Regions from separate parts of the Anser cygnoides genome. Here region 1 is linked to region 2. A link is a contact called in public Hi-C data. All regions are on one chromosome and are shown on one strand. The core of a region is the stretch at or near the end of the contact, and the rest is flanking DNA. Distances in the headings are between cores, read along the strand shown. Region 1 overlaps MYH9 (myosin heavy chain 9). Region 2 holds the start of TXN2 (thioredoxin 2).

Region 1 (7,295 bases), core at 9-2,508, 54 kb after region 2:
CTTTCTCAGGTTGCTTCTTAGCACTTGTCTGCTATACTGCACTGTGTTTTACACTGCCCAAAATGTGTCTTTATTTTCTCTGCAATATTCTGTGCATGCCTACCAATTGAGGGATACCCGATTGAGAGAGCTGTTCAGATTAGGTAGGGGCGTGGATGTGTCTCTTTCAAGTTGCACATAAGAGTCAAATTCTGTTTCCACTAAAACCTAAGGAAAATAGCATGTGGTTTTGCTATTTTTTTTCCAAGATCTGTCCAAATTTCTGATGCAAAGGGCAGTATTAAATTTGGATACTAAATGTGGAGGATGTTCATTTGATGGTGCTTGTGTGCAAATTGCAAGAAAACACATGTAGTTTCTGATTTTCTTGAGATGTTTTACATGCTTTGAATCATTTGAGATTTCTAAATGCAACTCTAAAAAAATCTGTCTTGAAATGTGGTTTTCAATAGAACAAGGAGCTAAAAGAGTCCATTGCCCGCTTGTTTTTTAGTAGTTACCACACCCTTTTTGCTTCATTCCTGTAAACCAGAGCAGGAGCCTTCTGGCAGTCACTTATGTAATAGTTCAGCCCTTTCTGTCGGTTTCCCTGCTGTACGCTGTTTTAGTATCGTGAGCAGCCTGAGCTTTTGCAGGCCGTATACCAGTTTTTCTTTCCTGTCAGAACTTCATAAACATTTGTGTAACCGAAAATTACAGCCTAACTTGTTTTCCTGTTTTGCTATCTCCAGATTCAGTTGTGGAATGCTACAGAAAGGGGTATGGGCTTTAGTCCAGAAATGGCTTGGGGAAATAAATATTTGCATTTGACCCAGTAGGATGTATTTCATTTTTTGAAATGAAACTCTTTTTTTCCTTGTGCTTGTCCTCAAACTTCACATACAGCAAAGCTGAATCTTGGCACTGCAGTGGTCCTGCCAAATCAAATGACTTTTTCCTTTTTCATATCTAGAAGTTCAACTCTGTGAGAGCTGTCTTGCATATGCTATGCTTATCCTTCATTTGATTTTTTTCCCCTTGTACTTAATGATAGGTTATTAGCATTTTGAAACTCTTGTCTAATGCATTCCTTAAATGACAGTGCAAAAGCAAGCTCTCGGGCTCTGTTCTGGTGTTTCCCAGGAGCGTTTTTGACACTCAAACCAGTGTCAGGAACTCAAACCAGCATGTAGGTTAAAGCACCGCTGTGAATATATTTGATTTTATGCCGGTGGGGTTGTTCCGGGTAGCGCAGCGGTGTCAGGTGCCTGCGGCTCCTCATGCCCCAGAGCCCTGAGGGAAGGACGCTGGCTGTTAGACGGCCCTGAGGTCAGAATGAGCAGCTTGAAGAGAGCGAGAACTGAAGCTACAGCATGGCTGGAGCACACATTTCGACTCCTCCTCGCTTCAGGTCAGCTCGGAGGCGGCCAGCAGGCAGATGCCTCAGCTGGGCCGCGGGCCCTCAGGGGCGCGCTGCAGTAACGGAAACCCAGAGGGCCAGGCCCCTCCGCTGCGCCAGAGCGCGGCGGTTAGGCGGTGGGTGGTACCACCTCGCTATGGTTAAGCTCTCAGCCTTAATGAGTCAGCTATAGGCAGGGGATCGCAAGCCAAGCCTTTGCCTTTCAGCTAGGCTTCCTCTTCGCCGGGGAGATGATGTCAGCGCAGCGTGCGCGCTATATTACTTCTCCTTTTATGGCCATGAGCAGGCCTGGAACCAGTCGCTCGGGCGGAGGAAGTGGCTGATAAAGGCCTCTTAGGCTACACATCTCGGTTACAGAACATCCCACATTGCACAGTTCCAGCCTGGCAACCTTTTCCTTCTCCCATCCCAAGACATCCAAAAAAAAATTCAGGAGTCTGGGGCTCTGTTCGTTTATCGTTTATGCCAATATATTCCACCACAGCAGTTCAGAATTCCCTCCGATACATTATTTTGCACTGGAGTCTTTGGCTGAGGACTTCCAATACATGAGATGTCTGTCTTGTCAAAACAAATTTTGGCTTTTAATTAATTTAAGTTTTGGCTTTTAATTTTAATTTTTAATGTGTGCCAAGAAGTCCTGGAAGCAGTCTAAAATGAGGTCTTTTATTTTAGGGCTGAAGGAAGTCGATAATAAGTTAGATATCATATTTTTAAAAATACAGTAAAATTAATCTAGTGAACTTATTGTACCATACTGCTGTATAGCTTAAATTTGAAGGACGTCAGACTTCCTGAATTTTTGGGTGCTTGAGGCTGCTGCTTCTTATGATCACTTGAATACTGTGGTGATGGGAACTAAAGAGGAGCCCTAGATAAAAAGCTTTCCTTGCCAGCTGGTCTGAAATACAGAGCTGTTGCTATAATTAACTAATGAGTTGTTATTCTGGATTGTTCTTAATAAGTGACTCTGTTTAGGATGGAAAAGCAGATGCAGATTTCTTTTAATCAGGCGTTCCTTGATTGTGTTCTTGCAAGCAGCTGAGTTTATGGTGCCCAGCACAGTCTCTTCTGCTGAGTAGGTTGCTTGCACAACCGACAATGGAGTAAAGGCAAGTGCTGACTGAAGCTGTGCAGTACGCCCATGTTGAATGATCCCCTAAGAAAAAAAAAGAAAAGGTGGGGGGGGAGTTGGAGGTGGCCTCTTGTCTGGGCAATAGCATTCTGATTCATGACGGCACAAGTCGGTATTGTATGGAGAATAAATATTGGCATTTACGGCGGGTCTTAATTGGAAGCGTGTCTAAAAGTTATGCTTTTGTGTTTGTTAGCTCTTTGGCCCTTTGGTAGGCTCCAATTTCCTGTTGCTCAACACATTATTCAGTTGTCTGTCTGTACACAATTAGAAGAATTCCAGCTATCCCAATGACTGCTGCTTTGCCGTCCTGGGAAAGAATTTCCCCCGGATTGCAACCAGGAATGTTGCCTTTTATGGCAGCGTCTGCGCGCTGCCGGTGGCTTGCCTGCACTCGCAGGTACCTTCTGGCTGCCCTACAGCGGAGGTGACTAACGCAGCTGCAGCAGGCCACCGGGCGAGTGCTCTGGGGGAGGAAAGCCCAATGTGAGAGGGCTTTTGAACGCCGTCTGTGGCTCTTCCTGCCTTGCAACACCTCGCTGTGTGTTGGGGTGTGGAAAGATCCTGTGCTCATCCCTTTGTGACTTCCTTGGGTAGCTCCACAGAGCTGGTGCCTCTTATTCCCTTTGCAGTGAGGCTCTACAAGAGCTTCTCAGCCAACTACAGCAGAACCTGTTGTGATCCAGAGTGCTCGGTGCCAAAGAGCTTCTGAGGGTTATCTGATGTTGGTCATCTCTCTTTCTGTTCAGCACTTGGTTTGCCTGCCTGCTTATCAGTGTATTTTGCTGGAATGAGGATCCTATCTTGGAGGAGAGGGAAGGGGGAAGCATGTGGTATGTAGGTACCTAGGGCTCCACTGCCTGCATGAGGAGCTCCAGCTCATCATTCCAACACCGAAGCTGGCTACCAGGAGTGAGGAGTGCCATCCTTAGGGGCATCTTCTTTTTTTCTTTTTTTCTCTCTCTAATAGGCTTCTTAGAAGAGCATCTGTAGTATCCGAATGCAAAGACAAGCTTTTCTAGGACAAATGGACTGCCTGCTTATAGTCAAGCTTTTGAAAGTCAAATGTTATTCAGAAGCATAATCTTTTCTTTTTACCATAACTGCTTTGTGGTAGAGAATTGCACCCAGGTGTCGCACTACTGCAGAATACATTTCCTTAGGCAATCCATAAATGAGTCACTAGTTATTCCCCGATCCACCCTCAAAGTGCCCAGTCACACAGAGGGCTGGCGTGTGCCTGCTGAGCCATTGACCCGCTGGGAACCTTGAATGGGTGAGGCCTTTGGGGCTGGCTCACATCTGCTCTTCACCTGCCCTTCAGCAAAAGGGGTACGTATCTTAAAGGCAATGAATAAAATTCAGCACTTGAAAAAAAATGAACGTACAGTGCTAACAAAGCCGCATAGTCTGGTTTTGGATGCTTAGTTGTTTGCTGGGCCCAAACTATTTGAGTGACAATTTTCTTCTGCTTGCTTACTTCCAGTCTTAGGGCTGATCAGCTCTTTCTGAGAGAGGTATTATCTGTGGTAAAGCAGATTATTTTCCTCTAAACTTTTGTGCTCATCTGCATATAATGAGTTTCCAGTAAAGGAAGTTCAGAGCAGGAATTACTTATTTGTAGTGTATGAATCTAATGTCTCCATTAGCAGCTGCAGAATAATTTAAGAAAAGACCGAATCTCAAATTTGGTAGTTTCTCCCGCCTTCTGTATTCCATGAAAATGTGTCCCAAAGCTGGATTGCTTCTCTCTATTAAACTGAGTTTATAGATTTTTCTTGTTGAATATGGCATTCATGCTAAATTCACTTGCGGTGGCAGCGTTAAAGGCTATGGAAAGTAGTCATGTAGAGCCCAAGTACTTGAAACTATAAAGCCTTCCCTAATTAGAGTTCAGTCTCTTTATCTTGCACAAAAAGTCTTGAGCTTGGTGACTCAATTATATCATCCAAGTGTGTGTCTGGTGAGGAGAATACTGAGTGCACTTCCTTTCTCTAAGCTACTGGAGAAAGGAAGAGAAAGGACCAGTAGCTAAAATATGGAAACAGTCACATTCATAAACATACTGATGAAAGCTACCAGTTGCGGCAATAATTTATTGGAGGAATTCAGCGATACTTTCTCCTTGTGGATGTTTGAGGCTTGCTGTCTTTTAAGAGATTAGACTCGAGTCTGACACAAAATTGGAGCTCAGTGTGTAAAAAGAACAATAAGGAGATGAAATGAAACTGCTGTGATACTCAGGCTCTCAGTCTGGATGATCTAATAGTTCTCTCCTCTTAAGCAAAATAAATAAATTTGATGGCTTAGTTTGTTCTGTGAGTGTCTCAATAGCTCTGGTGTGATGCAGGACTATGTGCATGACTTGCAGTTCCTAAGCGTTCAGTGTCTGGACAGGTCTCACCTCCCCTGTGATTCCTACAAGAAGCTATTAAAGCTGTGCTAGGCACAGGCACTCTCGCATCTGCCCGGTGCTCCTAGCTGGTTCCTGGTGGCATCGAGGAGAATGTGATGCAGACTGGGGGCAGTCAGAGGGGGAGGCAGGATGGAAGGGTGGATGCAAAGTGAAATCAAGGCAGAAGTAGGGGAGCGTTTTTACAAAGTGCTGGGGGAGCAGTAGGATGAAGGCATGGTGGAAAGACTAGTCGGGGCTGCTTATGAGAAAGTAGAATCATAGGTGAAAGCTGAAAGGAGGTTACAGATGTTGGAGAAGATAGTGGTGGATAAGCTGGTTGAAGGAAGTTCTGTGACTGGAAAGATTTCATCATCCACAGCTGGGAAATGAACCCAGGAATTAGCATGTCTACTGTTTAGCATTCAATACCACATCCCCATTCCTGTTTTTTGTGGCATGTCAATATGAAAAAGAAAAAGTTTCTACTATTATCAGCTGCTCAGTTAATACTATAGGGGATGGTGCCACAAATGTATCAGCTGTACAGCACTTAGGCTGCTGTTCAGTGTTCTAGCTTTCAAGCCCATCCTGTATAAAACAAGTAACAACAATTTCTCACTGAGCTTCCAGTGTTTCTTCTGGGCTGAAAGCCTCTGTTTGATGTGAGCTTTTGGTACTCTGGAATTTTTAATGGTTCATGTCCTGCTTCCACCGGCCCTCTATCTCCCTTCTGTTATCTCTGCTCTGCTGATTGCTTTTGAACATCAGTATGGGTCCAGAATAATTGAAGGGGAGAGGGGGGTGAATAACTGGGAGATGTACATCCAGGTATATATCTGTGGTAAAGAAACATTCACCGGGAGAGTTATTGCATGTTTGTAGAAAAACTGATGCAACCTATGTTCTTTTTTGATGAAGAAAACCTAACGGCACCATTGCAGTTTAACTTTGGCAGATGTGGGAGGATGGTTGCCCAAAAAGGGTTTACCTGGCCGTATTTCTGTCAGTGCTTGTTGAGTTTACTAGTTCCTGTTTATGTCTTAGATGTTGATATGCATCTGTCATAGAAATTTGCTGTTCAAGTCTTAGTCTGACTACTGTTTTAAATTTTATTCTAGACCGAGAGGATCAGTCCATCCTTTGCACGTGAGTATATACAGTTGCAAGCTTGTGTGGATGTAAAGGTTTGTGTTAAAAATCTTGGTTGGAGGACTCTCTTGATAATAAGTGCCTGGGGTGGGCTCAGTAAATCAGGTAATAACGAAGAGTTAAGGCAGGCCCCGCTACAGGTCCTCCAATATGTATTTAATCCTTTGTACAGAATAATTTTCATGGGAACTGCAGGAAGGAAGGAGGTTTCGAAAGAACCTTCGTGCCCAAACTCCTGAAGAATGAAGGCTTTGTCAATGGAAAAGGCTTGGAGAACTCCTTAAGATTTGATGTAGCTCTTGTGTTTAAGAGTATTCACACTGATGAGGCTGATAAGTAACAAATAGATACTCTTATTTGTTACAGCAGTTTCTCATCTAGACACAACAAATTCAGTTGACACCCAGTCAGGAGGTTTCTTTTCGAAAGATTCATTTTGTTTCCTTTCACCCCTAGCTCTACAGTTGCCTTTGGATGATTCCTCTGCCACGTAGCAATTTTCGTGTCCAAGTGACCAGAGAACATAGTTTTTGTTTGCATTCCGTCCTTTGTGCCCTCATATAGAACCCATACCCACTGGCAAACTGGCAGAGGGCTATCCTGCAGCCCAGCCTACATTGATACCACTCTGTAGTATCACTCAGTTTTTGTTGGCTTTGAGAGGTGTCGTGATAGCCAGAGTGGATTTAAGGAGCTCTGTAGCCCTTTGGGAATTAGAGATAGAAACATGTCCCCCTATGTCTTTTTTGTGAATGAATCGCAGACTTTCTTTACAGAGGTGAATCAGGAGCTGGTAAGACAGAGAACACCAAGAAGGTCATTCAGTACCTGGCTCACGTTGCTTCCTCACACAAGTCTAAAAAGGACCAGGTAAGACCTAGGTTTAATTTAACGATGCTTTATTGCTGTGCTGACTGTGTGGATGATAAACATGTATGGGCTGCCCTTGGTAAAAACCATATTGCTCAATAAAAGTCTGGATGGTAACAGCTATCAGGGGACTGAGGAGGACAGTTTATTAGGAAATAATAAAAGTTAGTCAAAAACTGTGAGTCAGGGAACATTGTTCAAAGTCATAACTCCTTTGAATTCAGTCGAGCTACAGGGGGAATAACCTCATCCATAACCTCTTGGATTCATGGGCAAGAGACACTATAAAAGAAGCGTCACCCATACTGATCTTTTTATGCAGACATAATGCCTATAACCAGTCCAGG
Region 2 (6,350 bases), core at 3,059-5,558:
CCTCCTCTTCTCCAGGCTGAACAGGCCCAGTGACCTCAGCCGTTCCTCGTACGTCTTCCCCTCCAGGCCTTTCACCATCTTTGTAGCCCTCCTCTGGACACTCTCCAACAGTTTCATGTCCTTTTTATACTGTGGTGCCCAGAACTGCACACAGTACTCGAGGTGAGGCCGCACCAGCGCAGAGTAGAGCGGGACAATCACCTCCCTTGACCTACTAGCGATGCCGTGCTTGATGCACCCCAGGACACGGTTGGCCCTCCTGGCCGCCAGGGCACACTGCTGGCTCATGTTCAGCTTGCTGTCAACCACGACCCCCAGATCCCTCTCTTCCAGGCTGCTCTCTAGCGTCTCATCGCCCAGTCTGTACGTGCAGCCAGGGTTTCCCCGTCCCAGGTGCAGGACCCGGCACTTGCTCCTATTGAACTTCATGCGGTTGGTGATCGCCCAGCTCTCTAACCTATCCAGATCCCTCTGCAAGGCCTTTCCACCCTCATTCGAGTCCACAACTCCTCCAAGTTTGGTGTCATCAGCAAACTTGCTCAAAATACCTTCTATTCCTACATCCAGATCGTTTATAAAAATATTGAAAAGTACCGGCCCTAAAATGGAGCCTTGAGGGACCCCACTGGTGATCGCCCGCCAGCCTGACGCAGCCCCATTTACTATAACCCTTTGGGCCCTGCCCGTTAGCCAATTGCTCACCCATCGTATGATGTTTTTATTTAGCTGTATGGTGGACATTTTGTCCAGTAGGATCCTATGGGAAACCGTGTCAAAAGCCTTGCTGAAGTCCAAAAAAATCACATCAGCTGGTTTCCCTTGGTCCATCATACGGGTGATCTTATCATAAAAGGAAATCAGGTTAGTTAGGCAGGACCTGCCCTTCACAAACCCATGCTGGCTGGGACCAATGACTGCTTTGTCCCCCAGGTGAGCCTCAATAAGTTCGAGAACCATCTTCTCCATGATTTTACCAGGCACTGACGTGAGACTGACAGGCCTGTAATTGCTAGGGTCTTCTTTCTGACCCTTCTTGTAAATCGGCACAACATTTGCCAGCTTCCAGTCTACCGGGACCTCTCCAAATTCCCAGGATCGTTGAAAAATAATTGAGAGAGGTTCCGCGATGACGTCCGCCAGCTCTTTCAGCACCCGGGGATGAATCCCATCCGGACCCATGGACTTGTAGGGATCCAGGTGGAGTAGCAAATCCTGCACACGTTCAGGGTCGGTTGGGAGTTTGTCATCCCCACCGTCCCAGTCCTCTAGCTCAGGGCACCCTGGGTCCCGAAGCCCATCATCGGCATTGAAGACAGAGGCGAAGAAGGCGTTAAGCGTCTCTGCTTTGCCTATGTCATTGTCTGTGAGGAGACCTTCCCTATCAAGGAGCGGCCCTATGTATTCTTTAGTTCTCCTTTTTCCATTCACATATCTGAAAAAGCCCTTTTTATTTTCTCTCACAGACACAGCCAGCTTCAACTCAAGGTGTGCTTTGGCCACACGAATTTTCTGCCTACAAACACGAACGGCATCCCTGTATTCTTTCCATGACACCTGGCCCTCCTTCCAGTAGCGAAACACTCTCTGTTTCCGCCTAATCTCCATTAGAATGTTCCTGGTCAGCCACGCCGGCCTCCTGCCCCGCCTGCCTGACTTGCCTTCTCTTAAAGGGCTGAAATGGCCCAGGCGTTCCTGCTGGGCTCGGAGGTGTACTACTCTTACTGTGCCCACAGGAAAGTTTTCCTTGAGCAGTGCTAATAGAGGGATCCCAGAGTCTGGGAACGTAAGGGAGTCTTGTAACAGTAAGTGCAGCCTTCCTAAGCTCTGCATCGAGCCCAGCCCAGATCTGTAGTTACCAAAATAATTGGTAGCTGATGATGGCTCTTTGGCCTTAGCCTCGATCGGCTGCGGGGGTGTTGGATCCCACTTGGCTTTTCTCTGGCAGAAAAATCTGATGATTGTGGTTGCAATTCTTAGGAATGCCACAGCCTTTGAGTACCTGGAAGAGTACCCGGTCGGAATCCTGGCTGAGCTGGAAACACAGGCGGGGAGGAATGCTCCCGAGGGGCTGTTTGTCGTCGTCATGGAGTACGGGAGGAATTTCTCGGGGGCTGACAAGGATGTCTTCTACTACAACCGAGCTGTGGGAGAGGCGCAGCACGCCTGGCAGTCCAACTTCTTGCACCCTGTGATTTACTACTACAAACGCCTCCCAACAGGTAAAGCTCTGTTCCGCTGCGAAGCCTCTGTCCAGCCAGTGTGTGTACTGAATCCTCACCTCGGAAAGATCAACTCGGGGGGCAGCCTGACCTGCAAGGAAAGCAGCTTGGTGGGTGGCAGCACTAAAGCCTGAGCACAGTTCAGCCTGATGGGCAGTCCCTTCCAGAGGGAAACGATGGGAGATGCTGCGGTGGCAGGGCTCCTCAGGACAGAGCTAGCAGAGGGGATTGCAAATGTGAGAGTAAGGTAGGGATTAGGTCAGGGCAAAAACTGCTACAGCTGTTGCGGCTGCTTTCTGCTTCCCCTTTCTAATTCCATTTTGATTCTGAGAGTTTCCCTTAATGGTCTCTTGGCAGAGCGTGAGATGAAACTTCGTCCCCCCGATTGGCCTCTCCCCCGCCCAGATGCCATCCATCACATCGTGGAGGATTTTCTGACAGACTGGACGGCCCCAAACGCTCACATCCTGCCGCTGAGGCGTTTCTTGGAGAACTGCCTCAGCACCGACCTGCGCAGTTTCTTCGCAGGTAATTTGAGCCTGGGGTTGAGGTGGCAGGAGGTGGAGGAGGGACGTGAGGGACACGGGACAGGAGCGAGCTCTTCTGCAAATAACTGAGATCTCCCTGCGATGCGCTGGCGCTCTCGCAGTCAGTCACACCTCTCCGATGTGCTCCCCGGACAGTAAAAAGTGCTGGTGCTGCGTGCGTGTTCCCAAAAGCCTTTGGGAATTGTTCTCTACAGGGTGTCTCCGGTGAGTCTCATTTACTTTTTTGTGCTCTCCCTGGCAGAATCCTGTTTCCTCTTCGCCCTCACCCGCCAGAAGCTGCCTCCCTTCTGCCAGCAGGGCTACGCGAGGATGCAAGGACTGGCGGGGAGCGAGAGGCTCCGGCGCCACGCGGTAGCAGCCGGCCTGCTGGAGGATTTTGCTGCCGCGGACTTCTCAGGTGACAAACTCCCCGACGGGGACCAGCTGCTGAAGGACCACGTCGTACCCGTCCGCCCGCTGCAGCATCTCGTTAACGCCAAGGACGAACTCTAACGTTTCTCCCGCCGCGCGGAAACCCACGGGTGCTGCTGTGCCAGTACTGTAACAGAGATCCCCGGCAGGGCTCTCCCCTCTCCCCCGCGCCTCTTCCATCCCCATCCCTTCTTCTGCCGTTCACGACTTGCCAAAGACCTGCTCAGATCTTGCTGTTACAGAAAGGACCGACGTGCTCCCAAGGACAAGGCAGGGCCTGAAATCCGGCGGTGCTGAGGCGCCCGCTTTGTCCTTGCAGTGCTCAGAGTTGCCTGAAGGTGGTGTTTATAGCCTAGGCCAGCATCTGCAGCGACATCCAGGGGTCCAAAAGGGGAGATTTGAGGGACGTTTGGGTGACTTACATTGTCACCTCCCTCTTGTGAGGTGACTTGCTCGTGTCCCGTGGCAGCCTGGTGCGGGCGCGCTGCTCCCTGGGTGCTGCGAGTGCTTCGGGATCTGTTTGTGTACCGAATCCAGAAGTGGTTCTCTGGGCAAACTGCACGGTATTTTTGCTGCCTTTGATTTAGGGCGGTGCCGGAGGTGGGCACAGAGGGGTGGTGGGTTTTTAGTTAAGTCCGGCGGGGATAATTTCTCATTTCCAGGAGAGCACTACAAGAGACCCTTCGCCCTACGCGGCTGAGCAGCCTGCCTCCAGTCCTAGGGCAGAGAGACTCACACTGACTGTGGGCCTGCTGTCCAAACATTTCTTCTCTGTACCAAACACCCTAAAAAGCCCCCCCACACACCCCGTTTTATAAAGCATGTCCGCCACCCCTCCTCTTTGCACTGCATCCCGACAAGAAAGTTCCAGGTGCACTTTGGTGACAAAACGCTCGTCCTGTTTCTTTCTCTCCCCTCCGCTCACCCCAAAACCCCTCTCCCAAGGGCTGGCTGGGTGGTGGGCTGCGCTTTCCTGCCCCTTTGTTATCCCCACGCGTTCGTGTGCGTCCCCCGGGGGGGCTCCACGCGGGGCCGGTCCCCTAAATCCCAATGAATCGCGGGGGTGCGCGACAAAGCTCCCCCAGGGGGCACGAAAAAGGTCCCCGCGGAGCAGCCTGCTCCGCCCCAAGCCGGCGGCTGGGTGCGAGTGACAGCAGCGGCAGCCACTGAGCTCCCGCAAACGGGGCGGGGGGGGGCGGCTCCATCCGCAGAGACGGCCGGAAGCGGGTTTGGGCACCTGCGGGCAGGGCGAGGTGCGGGGCCGCGGCCGCGATAGGGAGCGGGGTCGCGATCGGGACGGGGATCGCGACCGCCCCCCCGCCCTGACGCCCCCCTCTTCTCCCCGCAGATGGCGCAGAGGTTGGCGCTCCGTCGGCTGCTGGCCGGCCCCGGCAGGGCCTTGGGCACCTCCGCGGCCCGCCCGAGCGCCTTCAACGTGCAGGACGGCGGCGACTTCCAGGAGCGGGTGGTCAACAGCGCCAAGCCCGTCGTGGTGGACTTCCACGCGCAGTAAGTGCCCGGCAGCGCCGAGCCCCGGGGCACGGCGAGGCTCCGGTAACGCCCTTCATCGCTTCTCGGGGCTAAGTGTCCCCCCAAAAAACACAGAGCGACGTTAACGCGCGTTTTGTACCTCCCCGCAGGCTCACGCTGTGTCTCTGCAGCTCTAGCACCGTGCGCTCTTGGGCCAGAGCTCTTGACAGCCTCACGGTAGCAGAAGCAATGTTTGTGATCGATAAAACTGTTGTTGTGCTCTTGCCAGTTAAAATATTCCTGGATGTTATCCGCTGGATTAACGATGCCGATTATACTGCTTTTTCAAGTGTTTTCACGGTCCTGTAGTGCTGCCATAGGAGTTGTGGCTGATTCTGGGCAAACAGGCTACAGAGCAGCCCCAAAACAGCTGCACTAAACAGACCAAACTGACGAACCACAACCAACATTAACTGGGGTCATCCAGGGAGAAAAAGACAAATAATGGAAAGCCTGAAACCCAACATGGAAGGAGGCACAAAACTTACGTTTTGCATGAGCTTATGTTTTACATGAAAAGGGCACTCAGAGCTTTAACTTGTGTTTTCCTTGGCCTGAGGGAGTTCACAGCTCCCTAACCAGCGTGTTTAGGTGCAGCACTGTTTTCCCTGTGTGGGGCCTTGCAAAATCTGCCGTGGCTGCCATGTTCTTGCGTTAAACGCCTGCTATGTCTGCAATTTTTGCAGCTAACTCTGCAGTAAGTACACAGGCAAGCCTGTGATAATTGGCACGAGCCAATAGGTGTGCAGGTGGCTGCCCCCATGCCTGACAGCAACGCTTGCACCACGGCGGCGTTGTGGCCATCTGGGTTACAGCTCAACACGTGAGCAGGGCAGGGACGAACGGCTGAGCAGCAGAAGGAGGACAGCCCGGGCTGGGGGAGCTGGTTAATGTTTATGCTCGGCGTTCAATGCCAGCAGCGTCCCGTAGCATAGAGGTTGGGCTGAAGACAAGAGAGGTAAAACGGTGGTAAAGGCACTGGCGTTCCAGCCTTCCGTGCCTGCTGCTGCTGCACTTGCCTCCCCTCGTGCCTGCTCTCTTTCTCTCCTTAGGTGGTGCGGTCCCTGCAAGATCCTAGGCCCCAGGTTAGAGAAGATGGTGGCCAAGCAGGAGGGGAAGGTGGTGATGGCCAAAGTGGACATCGATGATCACACAGACCTTGCCATTGAGTACGAGGTAGGAGCTGGAAGAGCACAGGCTCGCCGGTGGTGGTAGTCCGGAGCAGGTCCCTCTCCAGGGAGAGGTGTCTGCGCAGGGAGGGGAAGCCCAGGGCTGCTGCCTGCCTGTGCCTGGTCCACTGGGTCACTGCAGTGGCTGGATTTCACTGCATGCCCCTCCTCCAGCTCTGCTGCTCATATTCGGTGTCCCCACCTCTAAATCTGCAGAAATGTGTCCTTTAGGCCGTGCAGAAATCTGTCAGTGTAAACACAGCGTATCACAGAACGGCCGAGGTTGGAAGGGACCTCTGAAGATCACCCAGTCCAACCCCTGGACCAAGCAGGATCACCTGGAGCACGTTGCAGGATGGCATCCAGGCGGGTTTTGAATATCTCCAGAGGAGGAGACTCCACAACCTCTCTGGGCAACCTGTCCCAGTGGTCTGTCACCCTCACAGTAAAGAAGTGCCCCCTCGTATTGAGCC

What was found. A called contact is a pair of places that touch in the nucleus more often than the background predicts.
Region 1: a Hi-C map of liver shows a contact between it and region 2, with 1.8 times the contacts expected there. The contact joins the enhancer-like site here to the promoter of TXN2 in region 2. A contact is called at or near these places in 5 of 7 Hi-C or Micro-C datasets (fetal liver, granulosa cells and liver).

What each region holds. Positions count from the first base shown.
Region 1 is chr1:56,539,588-56,546,882 of Taihu_goose_T2T_genome, forward strand. It overlaps MYH9 (myosin heavy chain 9), which reads left to right. Exons shown (of 41, transcript XM_048048293.2): 4 at 6,048-6,075; 5 at 6,855-6,948. Among named protein-coding and RNA genes, the nearest start is that of MYH9, 29 kb to the left of the region's middle. Within about 2 kb of position 1,259, at least 2 of the 3 cell types and tissues checked have open chromatin away from gene starts, as enhancers often do. A contact at or near this core is called in fetal liver and liver, where this site is marked.
Region 2 is chr1:56,482,836-56,489,185 of Taihu_goose_T2T_genome, forward strand. TXN2 (thioredoxin 2) reads left to right here and starts at 4,309. Exons shown (of 4, transcript XM_048048298.2): 1 at 4,309-4,431; 2 at 4,527-4,687; 3 at 5,761-5,884. The coding sequence starts at 4,527. It overlaps FOXRED2 (FAD dependent oxidoreductase domain containing 2), which reads left to right. Exons shown (of 9, transcript XM_066996741.1): 7 at 1,978-2,219; 8 at 2,577-2,747; 9 at 3,009-4,142. The coding sequence ends at 3,259.